Linked DNA regions of Mus musculus: all the other regions are linked to region 3. The links are chromatin contacts, called in public Hi-C and HiChIP or PLAC-seq maps. All regions are on one chromosome and are shown on one strand. The core of a region is the stretch at or near the end of the contact, and the rest is flanking DNA. Distances in the headings are between cores, read along the strand shown.

Region 1 (2,776 bases), core at 117-2,616, 110 kb after region 3:
ATAGACTCACACGGTCGACTCCCCTTTGCTGTCCCTTATGACAATGGATCCAACAAGGGAAGATGGCACCACACAGTCTCTGAGATGACTTTGGTTGCAACAACCAGACATGACTGGTCTTAATGCCATTTTCCTTTTTCTCATCTCTCCTCACCTTCCTTTTTCTTCTCCCTCTCCCCTCACATATATAAGTTATACATACTTACAATTAACAAACCATTTAAGCATGAACTAGACCTTATGAAAACCCCAGTTTGGCCTGGTCGTATAACATCCTTTCAACTGAGACTATTTTTAGGCTGGACACTGTCATCATCCTTCAGATTTAACTAAACCAGAACAAATAATACAGATGAACAGTGCTTCTAATAGCAAGACCAAAGAACCCTGAGCAAGATGCACATGAGTTACAGTGGCAACATTTGCATTTCAAGTAACGCAGTCGATGATGTCACTGTCAATTTGATAAATCCGATTATCTTACTCTTTGCTATAAAAATCTGCCATAAAAACCCAAGTTACAGTTGACATGTTATTACTTGGTGCGGCCATTGTAGGAGCCTTAGGCGTGATTCACAACTCGTGTTATTCATGGATCACACCGGGGAAGGCGAGACTTGAGAGCTTGCATCTCAGTTACTTTCGGTAATCAAATTACTGGCTTTACCACATATATGTATGCACGCCCTAAAAAAAATAGGCCATTTGAAGGGAATATCAACTTAACTGAAATCTATCTTAATTTCACCCTATGTAAGGTAATGTCTAAGAAATATTTCAGCAATTGTTATTATTAGCCTGCCATAATGCATGAATATTTATGCAACACTCACTCTGCTTCTGGCTCCCTTCCTTGGCTGCCTTTCCAAGCCTTGAGCCCCCTATTGCCTTCAATTTCTCCTGCAATTCTCTCCCTTATGATAAACCCATTATACCTTGGAGCAAACATTCTCTTCTTGGAAATTGCTTCTTTCCAGTTGGCAACCCGAAATGTAAGCATCATAGAACAGATGAATAGCAACATGGCACCATCAGCCAACGCTTTACCAATTAATCAGGTTTGGGGGCCTATAAAACAGTAAAACACGCATGTTTAATTCTTAACTTCCATATTACTTCACAAAGACCCCATCAAAGCCTATAGGCGTCCCATTTGTGTGATAGGGCTGAGGGTTTGGGTTTGTGCACAAAGGTTTTATTTCCTTGAATATGTTCATTTCTGGGAATTCAGAGAGCTGATGCAAAGTGTTTGGCCCACTCCAATTAAGCTGCCTGGACAGCCAGAGCTCAGTTTCAGCTGTGTAAAATTTGGGCCCCATTCAGTTGGCTTACACTGCAGAATAATAGAAAAAAATTCGTCTGGGCATTCGTAGCTGCCTTTCGCCACCTGCCATTTCAGGCAATCAGGCGCTGAGGCTGCTGTCCTAAATGTAGTTCCCTGCACTGATGTATTTCTTGTGGAATGTAGAATTACAAACGTTTTCTTCTTTTTTCTTTTCTTTTTCTAGCTAGCCTGGGTGATGTTTTCTTCTTCAAAAATGCCCCTGTGAGCACTCAAGCTATTCAGGACAACCAATCAACCTTTATTGCCTTGAGAAATCTTCCAAGGTTGAAGGGTCTGAATGAAACCATGACATATTGTGTGCACGCGCACTAATGTGTACTTGTATGTGTGTGTTATGTATGTATGTGTACATACTTGTATGTGTTGTGGGTGGGTGCATGTGTGTGATGTTTGTAAGTGGTATGTGTATGTGTGCATGTTTGTATGTGTGTGCGTGTGTGCGTGCATGTGTGTGCTTGGTGTGTGCAGGTGCGAGTGTATGAACGCATATTGTGGTGTGTGTGTTTACATATGTAAATGCATGTGCATTAGTGTGTGTATGAGGGGGTGTGTATTCTGTCTATGGAATCTTTATCTTGTGTTATTTTGTTGGAGCTACACAGAAAGAAGACATTATGGAAGCAACAATCAGAAGTCTGTCCAAGGCTCCATAGATGACTGGGAAAGAAAGCAGCTCTTAGTATTTTCTAAATTCTTAGACCCTTAAGTAGTCCCTATGATTCATTTCTTATAAATTTCACCCTAGCAAGGATAACATGACACCAGTTTAGTTGTTATATTTTTCTCTTACCTCCCAAATCAAGTCAACTTCATGCCATGTTAAGAATTTGTCACTAATACGCAACAGTGGCAAGTCTCTGTCCCGTCAACTCCGTTACTCCTGGACTTTTGGATTAGATCGGTCTTTGTGGAGCACTTTCATAGTAGCAGAAGGCTCGGCACTTTAGTGGGACCTATGCTTCTCACTACTAAAGCCATCTTGGATCTCTTGACAATTTGACCCCTGAAAACATCTTTAAAAGATTTACCTCATTTTTCATTATGTAAATGTGTGTGTGGGTATATGCAGATGACTGTAGATATCTGTAGAAGCCAGAGGATGCCCTAGAGTTTTGAGTTACAAGTGATTGTGAGCCATTACAGTGTTGCTAATGGGAGCTGAGCCTGGGTCCTCTGCAAAGATAGTACACCCTCTTACCTGCTGAGCCACCTCTCCAGCCCTGAACTTACATTTTGTAAATAAATTATAAAGAGATCATTGGACATGCACCTGAGCAGCAGAGAGACACCAAAAGCTCTTGGCTTTGGATGTAGGCTCAGGCACATACCTGGTAGAGAATGACGGGACTGCCAACTAGCTCCTACGGGCACACCTATGGTATTTTGAACTGTTATGGTGACCAAAAGAGGATTCCAGGGCCAGGATACTGG
Region 2 (2,700 bases), core at 58-2,557, 72 kb before region 3:
ATCTTACAGGGTGGCTACAGAATTAAATGGGCCACTGCATAAAAAATATCTATGTGCCTGGCACATAACATGCAATCAACATGTTTCCTTTCCTTAGAGTCCTGGCCAAGTTTTGCACTAGAAGCAGCATGAAGACCCAAGGTTTATTTCAGATAAAAGAAGCCACTGCAGGGAAGCCACACCCCTCCTTCTGGGTGACACTCCAGAGGCCCTGAAGGAGAAAGCTCCAGTCTACACTGGAAAGTTCCACAAGAACAGCTACAGAACCCCCTCTTGCTTTGTTAATTTTAGTTAAGCTGATTTGAGCTAATAACTTTCTCCTTTACTATCATATAACTTGTTTATGTTTTTAATTTTTATCCTTCGGAAATTTCAGCCATGTATACAGTACACCTTATGAAGTTGGCCCCCATCTTCTTCTCCAACTCACTTCTGGGACTCCTATTATATCCCTCTCCCAACCTAGTGACCTTTTATATTTATTTATTATTTATTTTCCCTCTGAGTTCACTTAGAGCTCTCCGATTGCACACTGATGTAGGGTGGGGCAGGAAGGAGCCTGGAAACCTGGTCTGAACTCCATCCCAGTGGCCAAACTCCTAAAGAAAATCTACCCTCCCTCTCGAAGCAATACCAAAACCTCCTCAGCTAGGAGCGGGGCCGCTGGAGCCCCTCCCCACTCCAGCCGTAACAACCACAGCAGCAGAGTTTCTACAGGCCACAGCCTCGTCCCACTCAGCACCCCTCCCCACCCTCTGGCTCTTTCATTCTTCCTTGGGACAGGTTCTCAGCCCGTCGTCCTAGCTGACACGGAACTCATGGTAATCCTCCTGCCTCAGCCTCTCGTGACATGAACCACTAAACTTGGCTTGCTATCTATCATGGATCTTAAAATCAGGAGAGAACTACCTTGTTTTCCTTTGGAGGCTACTGGAAGCCTTTATGCTGGAGAAATATAGGGCTGGTGCTGAGTTACTGACTGCTTAAGGAAGAGAAAGGTCTCAGGAAACCTGTAGGTTTTAAAAATTTGACTGATTGACAGCATAATAAATGTTGTATGGAGAGAACAGAGAACCATCTGAATACTGTTCTTCCATTCAAACTCATTCTGGACTTTGCCAGCCTTCAGTTAACATGACCATAAGACCCCAGGGTCACCCGGCCCTTATTTAACTGTTAAGAAACAGGCCTGAAGCAATTCTATAACTTTCCTGCTGTCACGCCTGACTCTTGTGGTGGGTGGAGTTGGGACTGGCTTCTAAGGTCTCCAGGCTATCTCTGACACGTATCCTGTATCCTGCAGCTTGGCCTTCGGATGGTAATGAGAATCAAGTGCAACATGCATTCCTATTCTGGTTAACTTAAAATGGATAACACATCCCAGACTTATCGCTTAATTTCCAAGCTTGCTTCCTTCCCAAGGGAGGACTGGTTATTATCTTGGACAAGAGCCCACCCTAGGCCAAGGCCTTTGCTCTCTAGACTGGAGAAGCTCTGTCAGAGACTTTTCACTTCGAAACATTCTAAGACAAAGAAGACGAGTTTTATTAACACTCTGATGGATGTTGTCCCTGGCAAGTGGCCATCACCGAACAGGAAATGACAGGCTTCTGTCTTCTATAACCTACTGATGAACAGGGTCGATATTATATTCTATGACAAATGGGTGGGAGCCAAGCAAAACTGCTCGTCAAAAATTCTGTCAGGGCTGCGGGGTAAGTCAGTACTTACCCATCCACAAGAAGCAAGCACGTTGTAACTCCTCCTGTCTAGGGATCAACGATGTCCTTTAAGGTTCAGATAGTCTGATCACAGACTGACTATGTTCAAAGCAAGGTCTGAAGGCCTAAAATATACAAACCCAAGGCAAGGGGCAGAGGAGGCAACCATTTGTATTCAATGGTTATACCTACCTAAATCAACACATTGACTGTGAAAGACAGGCTGTGATCAGGGACCAAACTGGGATTTGAATGTTTGACTGTTGCACTCATGGGAGAAAAAAAAATGAACACCAGATGTAGGAACTGAATCAGTGAGAAAGTTAAGGGGGTCACTGACCCTTGAAGCACACTGAGGTAACGGAAAGGAGGAAGCTCTCCCCAGAGAGGGGGAGGCAACAGGGGGTTGGCACGCTTTTATCTGTAGTGAAGACAATGAGGGTGTATTTGGGAACAAGGGTGGAGAGAGTTGGGGCCACTAGGCAGATAGCTGTGACAGGCCTGTTCTAACACAACTTGATGGGAATTTCCTCCCCAAAGTGTAAACTCCAGAGATCCACACTTAGAAAGCAGGATTCTCCCTCTAGTAGACACCCGGGATGGGTCTCCAGGTCTGAGCAGTGGGGGTGTGGATGAAGGGAGAACGTTTCTCTTGACTGGACTCAGCTGCTCCTGTGTGTGATACCAGAGTCCAGTTCCATGTTAAGTTGAGTCCCGTTTGAAGCTAAATTTAAGTTTAGAAATGGGCTCTTTGGGGTTCATATTTAAGGCTCTTGTTAGGTTTTTATTCACCAGCACTGCTCGAGATTTCAGGGGCTTTAGATAAGAAAGCCATTGTTTAAAAGGTTAGAACCACTGTGTTCTGGCATCTTTGTCAGAGTCATACAAGTCTACGTTATCTGAAGAGTTCAAGGGGAGGCGTTCTTATTGGACGATGCTCTCTCAGTAAATACAAGTTTGGCAGTCAGTCTACAAACGT
Region 3 (2,734 bases), core at 153-2,652:
CTTACAGTAGGATCAGAATGTCCCCAGAGAGTCGGGCAGAGACTGAGTCACCTTAAGTTCTGAATGGGTGACACGGAAACTCTGGCAATTGGCTGAACCAGTTTTTACAAAGCCAGGTGCATCAGATTAGTTAACCCGCGGAAAACTCATGGGATCTTTCAAGTTTCACGTCTTTTAGACGCCTCGCATGTCATTGCTACTGTGTTTGGGGACACTCCCCAAGAACCTGCCTTTTAAGCACCATTTTAAACTCTTGGACACACCCTCCCTCTTCTAAAGGATTCTAGGGAGATTTCCTCCCCCCACACCCCATCTCTTTGGCAGTCAAATGGTCTTTAAATAAATAATAAAAAAAACCCATACACTTTAGCAAAGATTTACAAAGTGCATCTTAGACCCTACCTCCCCTCTCCCTCTGTTGCTTGCCCTCCTGACAGACTGAAACTAAGTACCCTCTTGAATAGACCTAGAAAGTCACAGAACCCACCCCCACCCCGCGTCTTCTATCTTCTTGAAGAAGCCTCTCAGTGCACTGTCTGGTCTGCAGTTCACTGCAGGCAAATTCCCTCACTATTTCCCAGTCACCAGTTACACTGTCTCTGGAAACCGGTTTTTGTGACCTGCTCTATCTAATTGTTTTAAAGGGAAAAATATTTAAGGTTTGTAACGCATCTCTGGATTCTCTCCGTAGGTTCCGAGCATTGTATTTCGGTGAAGTCTGGGGTGAGGGCAGGCTCGAGGTCCAGCGGACAGACAGGGTAGCCTTCCCCAGGGCACCCTTTTCCAGGCAGCACAGGCTCGGTTCCCCCACGATGCTCGCTCCCGCATCGAGGCAGAAGAATCATCAGCTGCGCTATGAATTCCGCTTCTCTCGCAGTCACCGGATTAGTTCGGGTCTCAAGGGCTCGAACCAAAGTGACACTACCCTCTCCCCGACCCTTTCGTTCTCCTATGCGACAGGTCCCACTGCATGGAAGCCACCTTCTGCCCAGACCCAGTCCAGCGCCCGTGGCGCCCTCGCAGCGCCTCAGGAGCCCTTCCCCTGGGGAGGGGACCGGTGGCAGCATCCCTCCGGGGCGGGAAACAAAGGCCGAGGCGAGGCGACCAGGTGGGCAAGCCTCTTCGGGCACAGCCGCGGTGACCGCGGGGAGGATGGCGAGATGTATCAGAGGGTGGGAAAAGGGAAACCAAGGCTCGGAGACTAGCGAATGCTTGGGCTGCATCCTCCCTAGTGCAGGGCTCCCGGGGCAGGCGAACCCAGAGCCATCCCCCGCCGCTCCCTGGGACCCGGCATCAGAGGGACCGCCCCACTCCGCTCACCTCGGGAGAAGCGCTCCGGCTCCCTCCGACGGCTCCGGAGAAAGCCCCGCCGCTCGCGCTCGCGCACGCGCACTCGCGCCTTCGCCCCTCCGGCCCCCGCGGGCGCCCCTCCGACCGGGCTCTGGCCCGCCCCGGCCCTGTCCGTCAGCGTCCGCGAGAACCAATCGTGTCGCGTGGACAGCCCAGCGCTGGTCACGTGGCCTCACAAGCCAATCACCAAATTGCCCTCGGCAAGCGCCTGGCTCCGATGTCCCCGGGGGTTCGGTTGCTACCTAGTAGAGCGGGTGCGAGGCGGGCACAAAGGGCTGAGTCCCTTATTTCCGCGGATGAGTGGCGTCCAGTTGGCCAATTCCTACATCTAGTTATTTCTTAGATCCTAGCTTAAATAAGAATCACCTGGGAGTCTAGTTAAAGTCTGGGGTGTAAGCTCGAGAATCTGCATTTCTTACAAGTCCCCAAGTAGTGATGAACCTTCTCTTGGTCCAAGGCCATGCTTTAAGGAGCACTGTCAAAAAATGATGTGGCTAGCCCCTGCCCCGTTTATTTGTAAGTTTCACGACCTTTCTTGCCCTTCAGTGTTGAAGAGCATTCAGACGTGTGGTGAAGTGATGAGACCTAGAGTTTGAACAGCAGCTGAGGAAAGGGTATGGAGTATACCTGGGCCAACTTTATGTGTATGTGGAACAGACTGAGTAGAGACAAATGAGAACACTCCGTGCTAAAGTGCTCACACGTGTGGCTCAGTATCACTATGCGAGACTTGACCAGATACGAGAGAAACCATCCAAGTGGTTCCAGCCTTGTAGAATCTCAACAGCCTGTAATAAGACTTTACGTTTGAATTTTAAAACAATGTTTTAAAATAGCAGTCCTTAGCCTATCTGTCGCGACCCCGTTAAGGACCATGGCTACATATATTTTTATGTTATAACTCATATCAGTAGCAAAATTACAGTTATAAAGTAGGAAAACAATTTTATGGTGGGGGGGGGGGTCACCACAATATGAGGAACCATGTTAAAGGGTCGCAGCATGAGGAAGGTTGAGAACCACTGTTCTAAAAGGATGGAGATGTAAGTAACTAACGCTTTGGACAATTTAGGTATAAAATGCAGAGCTTGAAACGTAGTTTCCCTTGAGGGTTTTTAAAGTTATCTAAATAATCCTTTGTTGCTAAGTCAGATAACCAATGCCTCTGCATCCTCAAACTTGAGATGGACATTTTTTAGACTAGACAACTAACAGGTTTGCTGTCCAGTATTGCCAAGTTTATTATTCAACAATGTTTCAGGATAGTTCAAGAGCACATACACACACATACACACACACAGAGACACACACACATACATACACACACTGTCTCCCTATGTAGTTGAGGCTGGCCTGGAATTTATGACCCTCTCTCAGTGTTCCA

What was found. A called contact is a pair of places that touch in the nucleus more often than the background predicts. HiChIP or PLAC-seq counts read pairs in DNA pulled down with a chosen protein or histone mark.
Region 1: a contact with region 3 is called in a Hi-C map of cerebellar granule neurons, with 1.7 times the contacts expected there. The contact joins the enhancer-like site here to the promoter of Tmem108 in region 3. A contact is called at or near these places in 1 of 39 promoter capture datasets (hippocampal neurons), 6 of 484 Hi-C or Micro-C datasets (the G1E-ER4 cell line, brain, cerebellar granule neurons and 3 more), 1 of 115 datasets of contacts at active chromatin or transcription factors (forebrain) and 1 of 9 other capture datasets (liver).
Region 2: an H3K27ac HiChIP or PLAC-seq map of heart atrium shows a contact between it and region 3, with 4 times the contacts expected there. The contact joins the enhancer-like site here to the promoter of Tmem108 in region 3. A contact is called at or near these places in 4 of 39 promoter capture datasets (hippocampal neurons, liver, macrophages and 1 more), 2 of 15 datasets of contacts at CTCF or cohesin (large pre-B cells and pro-B cells), 35 of 484 Hi-C or Micro-C datasets (the 63-12 cell line, B cells, the HL-1 cell line and 17 more), 7 of 115 datasets of contacts at active chromatin or transcription factors (embryonic stem cells, extraembryonic endoderm stem cells, heart atrium and 1 more) and 3 of 9 other capture datasets (adipose tissue, liver and pancreatic islet).

What each region holds. Positions count from the first base shown.
Region 1 is chr9:103,866,670-103,869,445 of GRCm38.p6, forward strand. No RefSeq gene overlaps it. Among named protein-coding and RNA genes, the nearest start is that of Gm32797, 77 kb to the right of the region's middle. Within about 2 kb of position 1,367, at least 9 of the 459 cell types and tissues checked have an H3K27ac peak or open chromatin away from gene starts, as enhancers often do. A contact at or near this core is called in cerebellar granule neurons and cerebellum, where this site is marked.
Region 2 is chr9:103,688,499-103,691,198 of GRCm38.p6, forward strand. The region is part of intron 2 of Tmem108 (transmembrane protein 108); the gene reads right to left. Among named protein-coding and RNA genes, the nearest start is that of Gm46129, 31 kb to the right of the region's middle. Within about 2 kb of position 1,308, at least 6 of the 459 cell types and tissues checked have an H3K27ac peak or open chromatin away from gene starts, as enhancers often do. A contact at or near this core is called in heart atrium, where this site is marked.
Region 3 is chr9:103,760,435-103,763,168 of GRCm38.p6, forward strand. Tmem108 (transmembrane protein 108) reads right to left here and starts at 1,403. Exons shown (of 6, transcript NM_178638.4): 1 at 1,321-1,403.